2 separate regions of the Rattus norvegicus genome follow, and region 2 is linked to region 1. A link is a contact called in public Hi-C data. All regions are on one chromosome and are shown on one strand. The core of a region is the stretch at or near the end of the contact, and the rest is flanking DNA. Distances in the headings are between cores, read along the strand shown.

Region 1 (4,773 bases), core at 1,980-4,479:
ATAATTACCTGATTATATTAACTCTCACATTTAACAAATGCAGTTAACATACACTTAGTATTCAGTAACATTTTGATAATAAATGAAGTAGTGAATTCAAATAATGAAGTTTTTCTGAGCCAAATTTAAAGCAAGCTTTATTAAAAACTGGCCAGGACCATAGATACTGGCCTGGCCCATACCCAAGACCCATGCTCAGAATATGGCCTCAAATAGTAGATTTAATTTTTAAAAATTAATTTTAAAATAACTTTAAGGACATGAATTAGGGGGGAGAAAATCTGAAGAAAAATTTAGAAATGGAGAAGATATAACATATCCTCAAAATTGGATAAGGTAGGGGCCCTGAGGAAATGGTTCAGTGAGTAAAGCGCTTGCTGAGCATGCCTAACCGACCCCTAGCACTGTGTAAAAAGCCAGCCTAGTGGTAACACATCTATAACCCAGCACTGGGGGTTCAACTCAGCAGATTCCCCAGACTCACTGGCCAGTCAGCCTAGACAAAATGGTAAGGCCCAAAGTCAGTGAGAGACCCTGTTTCTAAATTTAAGGTCAAGGATGATAGAGGAAGATACTCAACACAGACCTCTATTGACCGCATGCACACACCGAGGTTAATGCATGTACACAGACATGTATGCATGTATGTATGTATGTATATAATATATATTAATACTATACACGCAGATATACCATGTACATATATATACACAAATAATAGGGAATTAAATACAACAGAATCTGAGGAATAAATAAAGCAAAAAAATGTACTTGACACTTAAATTATAAAAACACAGGCAAGATATTAAAGCATGTCCAGATATTAAGCAACAAAGACAAACTGAATCTTTTTTCAGTGTTTGATTTTCAGGCACTTGATAATACAAAAGCAGTAAGTCACACCTCTGTCACTTCATGGAGCTGGAGGAGAGAGTACATGAACTCCTAATGGGCTTCTAGACGAAAGCTACGACTTTAGAGGTGGAGAAGTCAATTCAAATGATCGCTGTCTCTCTCAATCTGAAAGGTTAGCCCCACATTGAAGGCAAATTCATTCCATCCAGGTATGATTAGGAGTACCTGCTGTTCTAGTTTCTAAACCCTGTGCCACATAGGGATTTACAAGCTCTGCTAAACTAAATACTTGCTTTATCATTTTAGATAGTAACAAAACAACCACAGTGACACCATGATGCCCCCTCCAGAAGTACTTGTGAGGTGCTTAAGCTTTATACAATATACTTTAATCTCCACACGGTTGTCTTCTGACTCTTGGGCGCCGACCTGCCCATACACTCTAATACCGTAACATGAGCAGATGTCTCCTTTGCTACAGGTAGAATCTATCATAAAGCATATATATTTATAGTGTCACATGACTGATAAAGGCACTCCCATGTGCAGTGTTGCCTTTCATCTTCGCAGCCTGGTTATGAAGCAGGTTTCTAACCCCCATTTCCCAGGTAACATGGGTAACTGTTTCTGAGCAGTAAGCTCACCCACGGGATCACTTTGAAGACTTCTCTAAACCCTGCAGTCCCACCTGATGTCTACCCACTATGTCACAGTTCCTGAAGGGGATGCTCATTTACTTCACATTCAAAAACACCAAGAGTCATCTGAGAAGCAAGCAGAAGGATCTCTTATGACAAAATTTTTTTCCATGCTCTTTTTCTCAGGGTACCTACTATCTGACCCCAAATTTCTCGAAGAGAAACTGTGTAGCACATCACACGTGAGTTACAGACATCCACTCCCCCCACAGTTTCTTAATGAGTTTCTGATTTGTAAATACAAAAGCTAAAGACGAACCAGACCAAGTTACTTATTTAATATCACACACAGAACAGAAGAACTGGAATTCAAATTCAGATCTCTCGTGAAGTCTACTATTCCTATTTTCCTCTCAAGCACTCATTACAGTGGCCACTAAAGAAAGCATCCGGGTGAATCTTTAAAGTGTACACCTTGGTAAATATGAAGACGAAATCACGAATTTATACACATGACTGCTTTACAGCTAAACACCAACTAGGCTACTGCTGACCCAGTGTTAATGCTAGCCTGAATGATTCACTAATTAAATGCCAAAGGAAACAACCTTCTCCAGATGCCAAACCACACTAGCGATTATGAAAACCCATTCCACTTCCGCAACTGTCAAGACTTTAGGATAATACCTGAGGGAATGGATTTCTGTCTTTATTTCCAGAACAGCTATAATACAAATTTTTGACAGTACAAAGTTGTGTGCAGATTCAAGGTGTTTCAGTAGGTGGGTCTTCACTAACAAAGAGAGAAAACTCCAAAATCAGGATTTTGAAAGCAAAAAAAAAAAAAAAAAAAAAAAAAAAAAAGGATGATTCTTTGGTACAATATGCGGGATAGGGATTGGAAACACACACACACACACACACACACACACACACCCCTCTCCTTTGCATATGACACCATTATAACAGATCCCAAAGAGGCAGGAATTTTTGGTGGCCAGCGTCTCCTGAATGCTTGTTTTGCAATTTGTATTTCCTGATTTTGACGTATTGCAGGAGGAAGAGGCAAATATATAATTTTTATAAAAATCTGCTGCGGCAAGATAAGGTCACATGAGGTCTTTTAGTGGGCGGGCTGTCTGGGGAATACAAAGACACATAAAGCACCATCCAGGCTCTTGCAATTAGGAGAGGATGACAAACACGGAAACATGTGCCCCGTTGACGTCATGGAACGGAAAGGGGTGGCCTCCTGCTGCATCACGTCCACGTCATATGGCGCACGAGGGAAGTTACTGTGGGGGAGCAATTTCTCCACTGGACAACATCGGGGAGGGGCGGGAAGGGTGAACTGGATCAGATCCAAAGAACGGCCACCCATTCTGAGGAAAACCTAAAGGGACCCAACCCTTTCTCCCAAATTGTATGATGCCCCTCGTCAAGTGCAAAAAGAGGCGGGCTTCATGAGGGACCAGGACTGAACGAGATATGTGGAAAAAGAGAAGCCTCGGATCTTGGAGGCCGGCTCTTGAGGGAATCCGCGTGCTGGGGGGCGAGCGGGGCATCTTTGGAACGCGGGCCTTCTCTTGAAGAGGCTAGCTCTCTGGCCATACTCAAACACGGCTCTCTGCGCCACCTGTGCGACTGAGATCCAACCTCCCCGCACCAGCCCGGGTCCAGGTACCTGGAACTTAAGTCCGATCAGTAACCGGCGACTAGACAGGGTACAGGTTACCCGAGCGCGCCCCCGACCGACGCACCGACCTGCGCGCGAACCGCGGGCCGGATGCGTGCGCGCTCCCCCCGGACGTCCCGCCCTCTGCAGAGCCGGCCGGGCGTGCGCGTCCCCCGGAAGCTGAGGAAGGCGGCCTGGTAGCGCCTGAAGGTTCCCCGGAGCTCTTGCCTCCACCTTGGCGCGCTCTGTGATTCTTGCCGTGGCGGTTGAGCCCTGTGCCGTGAGGCGGGGTGGGAACACGGGTCCCAGAGGAACCAGGGCCAGCCAAAAGCCGGGGAGGTTTCGGGCATTAGAGTGGGCGACCCGCACAGGCGTGTGAAACGCCCGCGTCGTTAGGGAGGACGGAGTGGCGTCCCTGGTTACGGGGTCAGGCAAAGGGCAAAGGGCAGCGTCCGGGTTGAGCAAGAGCGAGGATTAGTAATGGCGGCGTCAGGGGAGCCCGGGAGGCTCTGGCAGGAGGAAGAGGCGGCAGCAGTGGTGGTGGTGGGTTCCTGCATGACCGACCTGGTCAGGTTAGTGCGGGGCCGCAGCGCAAGGTCTCGGGAGGGCGAACCACACTGTGGGCGTCCGGGCCTCGGATCTGTGGGCACCCTCCATGGAACTTTGCTATAAACTTCAGGTTGCCACAGTGCGACTTCTGAAGTGGAAAAGGCAGAATTCAAATTGGTAGAGGTCAATGACAGGGTAAGGGACAGGGGTTGAGGAGCGGGGAGGGGGGCACATGAATGAAAGCTTTGATACTTCTAAAGACACACCCACATCCCCGGGCGCCCCCAAACACCTGCACTTGTTTCCTTGGCTAGGCTGCCCCATGACGTTTTAATCTCTGAGAACGTGCTGTACCTTCCTCACAGGGATGTTGTGAGGACAAGATGTGTTTTATCCACCAAACCCTACTAGGTAATACTGAATTGAACACGTGTGAAATAAGGCATCGAAGCAAACAGACACCTTTGCCCTCAATCGATTGTTGGCCTTCCTGCAGTGTTCCATATTTACAGTTACTTTTATGTAGAAATGAAACTATGGGTCAGCCTTTGTGGTGAACCCAAGTGTGAATTCAAAAACCAAACAAAAAAAAAAAAAAACAAATAAACGTAATTACAGCCACTAAAAAACTGATCAACTAGTGCTAAATGAGAATAGTTGAGTTAGGTCAGAGAGGTTATAGGAAAGCTCCTTCTGCTTTGTGTGCTCTGTTTTTATGAAAACGGCTTTCAAAGCATAAAATCAGTATACATTGTAGAAAAACTAATTCAGGTATTCCAAAAACTATCCAACCATCTAATTCTGTTTATGTTAATAGTCATATTTCTCAGCAACTTAATGTCATCAGTCCCCAAACGTTTTTTCCAAAAGGAAAAACAAGGAACCTTGAAACAAGACGTTAGGGTAATAATCAAAACAGCCATATCCTTGCACCAAACCACCTATATCTACTTTAAAAACAGCTCCAGGGTCTTCATATATCCAACTTAATCTTGCTTAAAACATTTATAAATTGTCACAATCATCAAGATGGCTGTGAGGTCAAGGAGCTAAGCC
Region 2 (4,771 bases), core at 2-2,501, 140 kb after region 1:
ATGAATAAATCTTTTAAAAAAATTACTCAAACTAAAGTATTTTTGTATTAGCCATCAAAATGGCCGAAACAGGTAAACTGAGCCCAAATTAAGGAAGTGGTGTAAAATAAGTTACTTCTAGAGCACTGAATGAGAGCCAGGAGCCCATCTCCAGAAGTAGCGTGGCTAATAATGAGAGTCAGCCCTTGAAATAGCTCTGTTCTTGACCCTACATCCTCCATTTCCCACAGCTGTCCTCCTGCCTCTACATAGGCACCGATCTGCCCGTATCTCCTTGGGAACTCTCTAGGGCTCCCATCTCTTTGTGACCCTAAACCCTCCCTTCACATTGTGATGGGCACTCTTGACTTCTTATCTCCTCTGACTTTCAATCTGTCTCACTTTAATCTCCCTCATTACATTAAAAAAATTATTCAAGAAATGTCCCTCAACAAAAAGCAAGTCATGAAATGACTAAGTGGGTAAGGCAGACCAGGTTAGGGGTGAAGTGACATTTAGACCCCAGGTTCATAGTCTAAAGGGTACCTGTTACTTAGTTCCTCTTCAAGCCCAGTGTTAACCAATCCCCCAGGGTTGTTTGCTTGTGCTTTGGTTTGGTTTGGATTTGGGTTTTTTTGAAACAGGGTTTCTCTGTGCTACAGTCCTGACTGTCCCGGAACTTGCTATGTAGACCAGACTGGCCTCAAACTCACAGAGGTTCACCTGCCTCTGCCTCTTGAGTGCTGGGATTAAAGACATGCACCACCATGTCCAGCAAATTTAGTTTTTAACAAGTCTTCTACAGGTCAAACAAAACATGGCTGAAGGCTACACTTAGCTCACAGGTCACGCTGTAGTTACTCTCTGCGTAGCTGAGATTTATGGCTATGCCAGGATGCAGGCTTGAATAAACTTTGTCCTCTCACCTGATGAATCCTGTCAAATGCTCTGGAAAGCCTTTTCTTTCCTTTTGGTAGCTCTGTGGGTCTTTGCTTACCCTAATAAGGGAATCCTGTTTGGTTGAACTGCTGGTTAGTGAGAACCGCCGTACACACAGTGAGCACGGATTACCACTTTTCAAGGAACCAGAACACAATACATTTGGTTATTGGAATTCTCCAGGGTTAACTGGAAAATCCCCTCAATCAAGGTTATTGTTGAAAGACATTCTAAAATCCCGGCGTTGCTTCCTGCCTTTCTAAGCACAGGGATGCAGCCATACCCAGCTAGAGGAACACATGAGTCAATGTCTGGAGACGGCTCTGCCACCAGCCTTGCCCAAGAACTGGCTGGAGTTCCTCACAGTCAATGACTGCTAAGAGCACAGTGGTGCCCGCCTAGGGGCAGAAAGGGGGTTTGCCAGCCTCTCTGGCCTGAATCTAGACTCTTCCATTTTCTAGCTATGTGGCTTTAGGCAAATGCTGCAACCTTTCTGAATATTAGTTTTCTTGTGTCTAAACTGGAGGCGACAGTATGGTTCCACTGGGTTGTCATCGGAGACGTGAGGAAGTGGATGCTAAGTGGTGGTGGTGGGGGGCGTCTGGGATGACTGAGTGCTGGAAAAATGGAGTCGCTATTCCATTAGGAACAAAAGCATTTTTATCATGTGAAGCCATGGAATTCTCTAGCTTTTCCTTAGCGAAGTTAGAAAGCCAACACCAGTCACTCCCAACCTCAGTAGACAACTGAGAAATCAACTGTTGCAGAATTTAATTCTCCTTTCCACCCTAACCTATCACCATGAAACAGATGCCAGCCTTAAAATCAGAATCATAACTTAACTTTGGGACAGATACAAATTGTTGATTCCATCAAGAGTCATCAGCGGGACCAGCAAGATGGCTGAGGAGAGAAACACATTTGTTACCAAGAATAAACTACCTGAGTCTGTTCCCTGGGCCCCACATAGTAGAAGGAGAGAACTGACTCTCAACATATTATCCTCTGACTTAGACACACACCCTGTGACCCAAGTATTACAACCACTTCACAAAATAATTAAATAGATAAAATGCAAAAAAAATCATTAAAGAATTATCAAGGGGTTGGGGATTTAGCTCAGTGGTAGAGCGCTTGCCTAGCAAGCGCAAGGCCCTAGGTTCGGTCCCCAGCTCCGAAAAAAAAAAAAGAAAAAAAAAAAAAAAGAATCATCAACACCTACAAAAGTTTGGTTTGAATGGGATATTCACAAAGTTAAAGTACATCCACCCATTTACTTTTTTAAAATGTATTTTTTTGGGGTTTTTTTTGGTTTTTTTTTTTTAAAGATTTATTCATTTATTATATGTAAGTACACTGTAGCTGTCTTCAGACACACCAGAAGAGGGCATCAGATCTCATTACAGATGGTTGTGAGCCACCATGTGGTTGCTGGGAATTGAACTCAGGTCCTCTGGAAGAGCAGTTGGGTGCTCTTAACCGCTGAGCCATCTCTCCAGCCCTTAAAATGTATTTTTGTTTATGTGAGTTTGTGAATGTGTGTGCAGGTGTCCGAGGAGGCCAGAAAAGCAGGTCGGATCTCCTGGAGTTAGAGTTATAGGCCTGCAGTGCATGCTGGGAATTGAATGCTGCTCTTCTTGCAAGACAAGAAGTGATGTTGACTGCTGAGCATTTCCAACCAACTGCAAGGGGACAAGATAGAAAGAACCCTCATAGCAGAAAAGAGGACAGACACTCCCTCAGCCAGGGGATGGAGATGTTTGTGTCAGTCCCAGGGGCGTCCCTGCTCCTAATCACAAGCCCTCATCAACCTAACCCAGCTGAGGCGGTCTGCCCACAGCTGGCCTGCACTCTGGAGGAGGGGTCACTGTCTGACAGACCAAGATGTCCCAGGAATCATCTTAGGCTAACAACCAAAGAGCTCTGAGACTGAATGGGCCATGTGGTCTGGATATGTGGTGTTGGACCCTAGACTAAGAAGAGGGTTTTTAACTTACAGTATTGGGAGAGATGAATAGACTTTAATATATAGGTTATTAAACAATATACTATATCTACATTAATTTAAGTTCCCTAAGTAATGTAAAATAATATCCATGTTCTTGAGAAATTCACTCCAAAGTATTCAAAGGCAGAGTCTTCTAATGCCTGTAACTTATTCTCAAAGGGGCGTAAGACAAGTACAACTGTGCATACACAAACATAGGAGGGGAAACAAATGCTAATGTAGCAAGTGCTAACATTTGGTAAATTAACCTGAGTGGTGCGTACATGGGCACCTTTGTATTAGTCTCAACACTTTTAAGTAAATTAAAATTATTTAAGATAAAGACAGGGGGTTGGGGATTTGGCTCAGTGGTAGAGCGCTTGCCTAGCAAGCGCAAGGCCGTGGGTTTGATTCCCAGCTCCAAAAAAAAAAAAAAAAAAAAAAAGACATAAAGCAAAGGGCTAGAGAGATGGCTCAGCGGTTAAAAGCACTGACTGCTCTTCCAGAGGTCCTGAGTTCAAATCCCAGCAACCACATGGTGGCTCACAACCATCAGTAATGGGACCTGATGCCCTCTTCTGGTGTGTCTGAAGGCAGCGATAGTGTACTCATATACATAAAATAAATAAATCTTTAAAAAATAATAAAACTAAGCCTGGGGCTGGGTATGTAGTTCAATGGAGAAGTATATGCCTAGCAGAAAAAATACAAGTCAGCCGGTCATGGTGGAAGACACCTGTCATCCCAGCCCTTGGGAAGAGGAAGCCGGAAGATCAGACGTTCATACTCACCCTCTTGCTCAAGGTCAGCCTGGACCACATGGAACAAGAGACCGTGTTTCAAAAGACAGAAACAAAACAATAAGGCAGATCTGGGCTGCCATTTACAGAGCAGTCTCATGCGGCTGCATATAGTGAAGTAGAACCCTCCTCACGTGAAGACAGATTGGAACCCAAGTCCCTAAGGGTTCTGCTCGTCATTCAAATAGACACACTAGCAGGATGCCTCTCAGGGAATAAATAAGTAGCCTAGGTCAAAACCTGCCAGAGAATTATTCATGTACACATAAGTATATGCCAGTAAGAGTCCAGCAGAGGGAAGGAAGGACGAAGGATGAGACAGCGGTCGAGTAGAACAGCCTGCACAGACGCTCTAGGGTGGGCAAGCAGTGTGTGTGTGTGTGTGTGTGTGTGTGTGTGTGTGTGTGTGTGTGTGTGTGTGTACAAGGAACTGCAAACTCTCCCAGCCTTTAGGACCTGGAGGGAAGGTTTAGTGCAGCACCCAGTATGGACATCTGCAGAATGTGTGAGCAAGTGAATTGGCTGGGCTCTGATCCCAGGATCTATCTGGAGAGAACCCCCTCATTCCCAGCCCTTAAACCTCACAGTGCTATAGAGAGAAAGCACTGCCCTTCTCCCCTCAGAGCAGAGCCAGAAGAGACAGTCCCCCAGACCCCCATTTCCCCCACCTGCAACCTAAATGCTGCTTAAATGTCTCTCCTGTTAGGAAGAGACAGAGCCCAGATTCTGGGCAGCCTTGCTGAGCCCCTGGGGTCCAATAGGGCCTCGTTTTGTGCTTTCCCCAACCCCACAGCCTGCCCTGTTTATTTGTTCAGCAGGTTTATTTCAGCCATGGCACAGCCTGTTCCGACTCTGGAACATTTACGAGATGAGCCAATTTTTAAAAATCATACAAAATAAATGATTTCTCTTGGAGCTAAAGGGTGGGGCTGCCAGGGTGGGAGACAGGTTCCTGGCCAGCTCTGGTCAGAGTTTTTGGCTTATCCTTAGATGTATTCTTTCCCGCGCTTGCCCATGGGAGCCAAAGGGGCTGCAGTGGGATTTCCTGCCTCTATTTCTCCAGACT

The links. Hi-C and Micro-C count contacts between places; a contact is called where the count stands out from the background.
Region 2: a contact with region 1 is called in a Hi-C map of Schwann cells, with 2.1 times the contacts expected there. The contact joins the enhancer-like site here to the promoter of Babam2 in region 1. A contact is called at or near these places in 6 of 12 Hi-C or Micro-C datasets (the A7r5 cell line, Schwann cells, kidney and 3 more).

What each region holds. Positions count from the first base shown.
Region 1 is chr6:30,464,112-30,468,884 of GRCr8, forward strand. It overlaps Babam2 (BRISC and BRCA1 A complex member 2), which reads right to left and starts at 3,230. Exons shown (of 12, transcript NM_199270.2): 1 at 3,178-3,230. Rbks (ribokinase) reads left to right here and starts at 3,615. Exons shown (of 8, transcript NM_001108703.1): 1 at 3,615-3,740. The coding sequence starts at 3,649.
Region 2 is chr6:30,606,175-30,610,945 of GRCr8, forward strand. No RefSeq gene overlaps it. Among named protein-coding and RNA genes, the nearest start is that of Slc4a1ap, 45 kb to the right of the region's middle. Within about 2 kb of position 1,252, at least 2 of the 93 cell types and tissues checked have an H3K27ac peak or open chromatin away from gene starts, as enhancers often do. A contact at or near this core is called in Schwann cells, where this site is marked.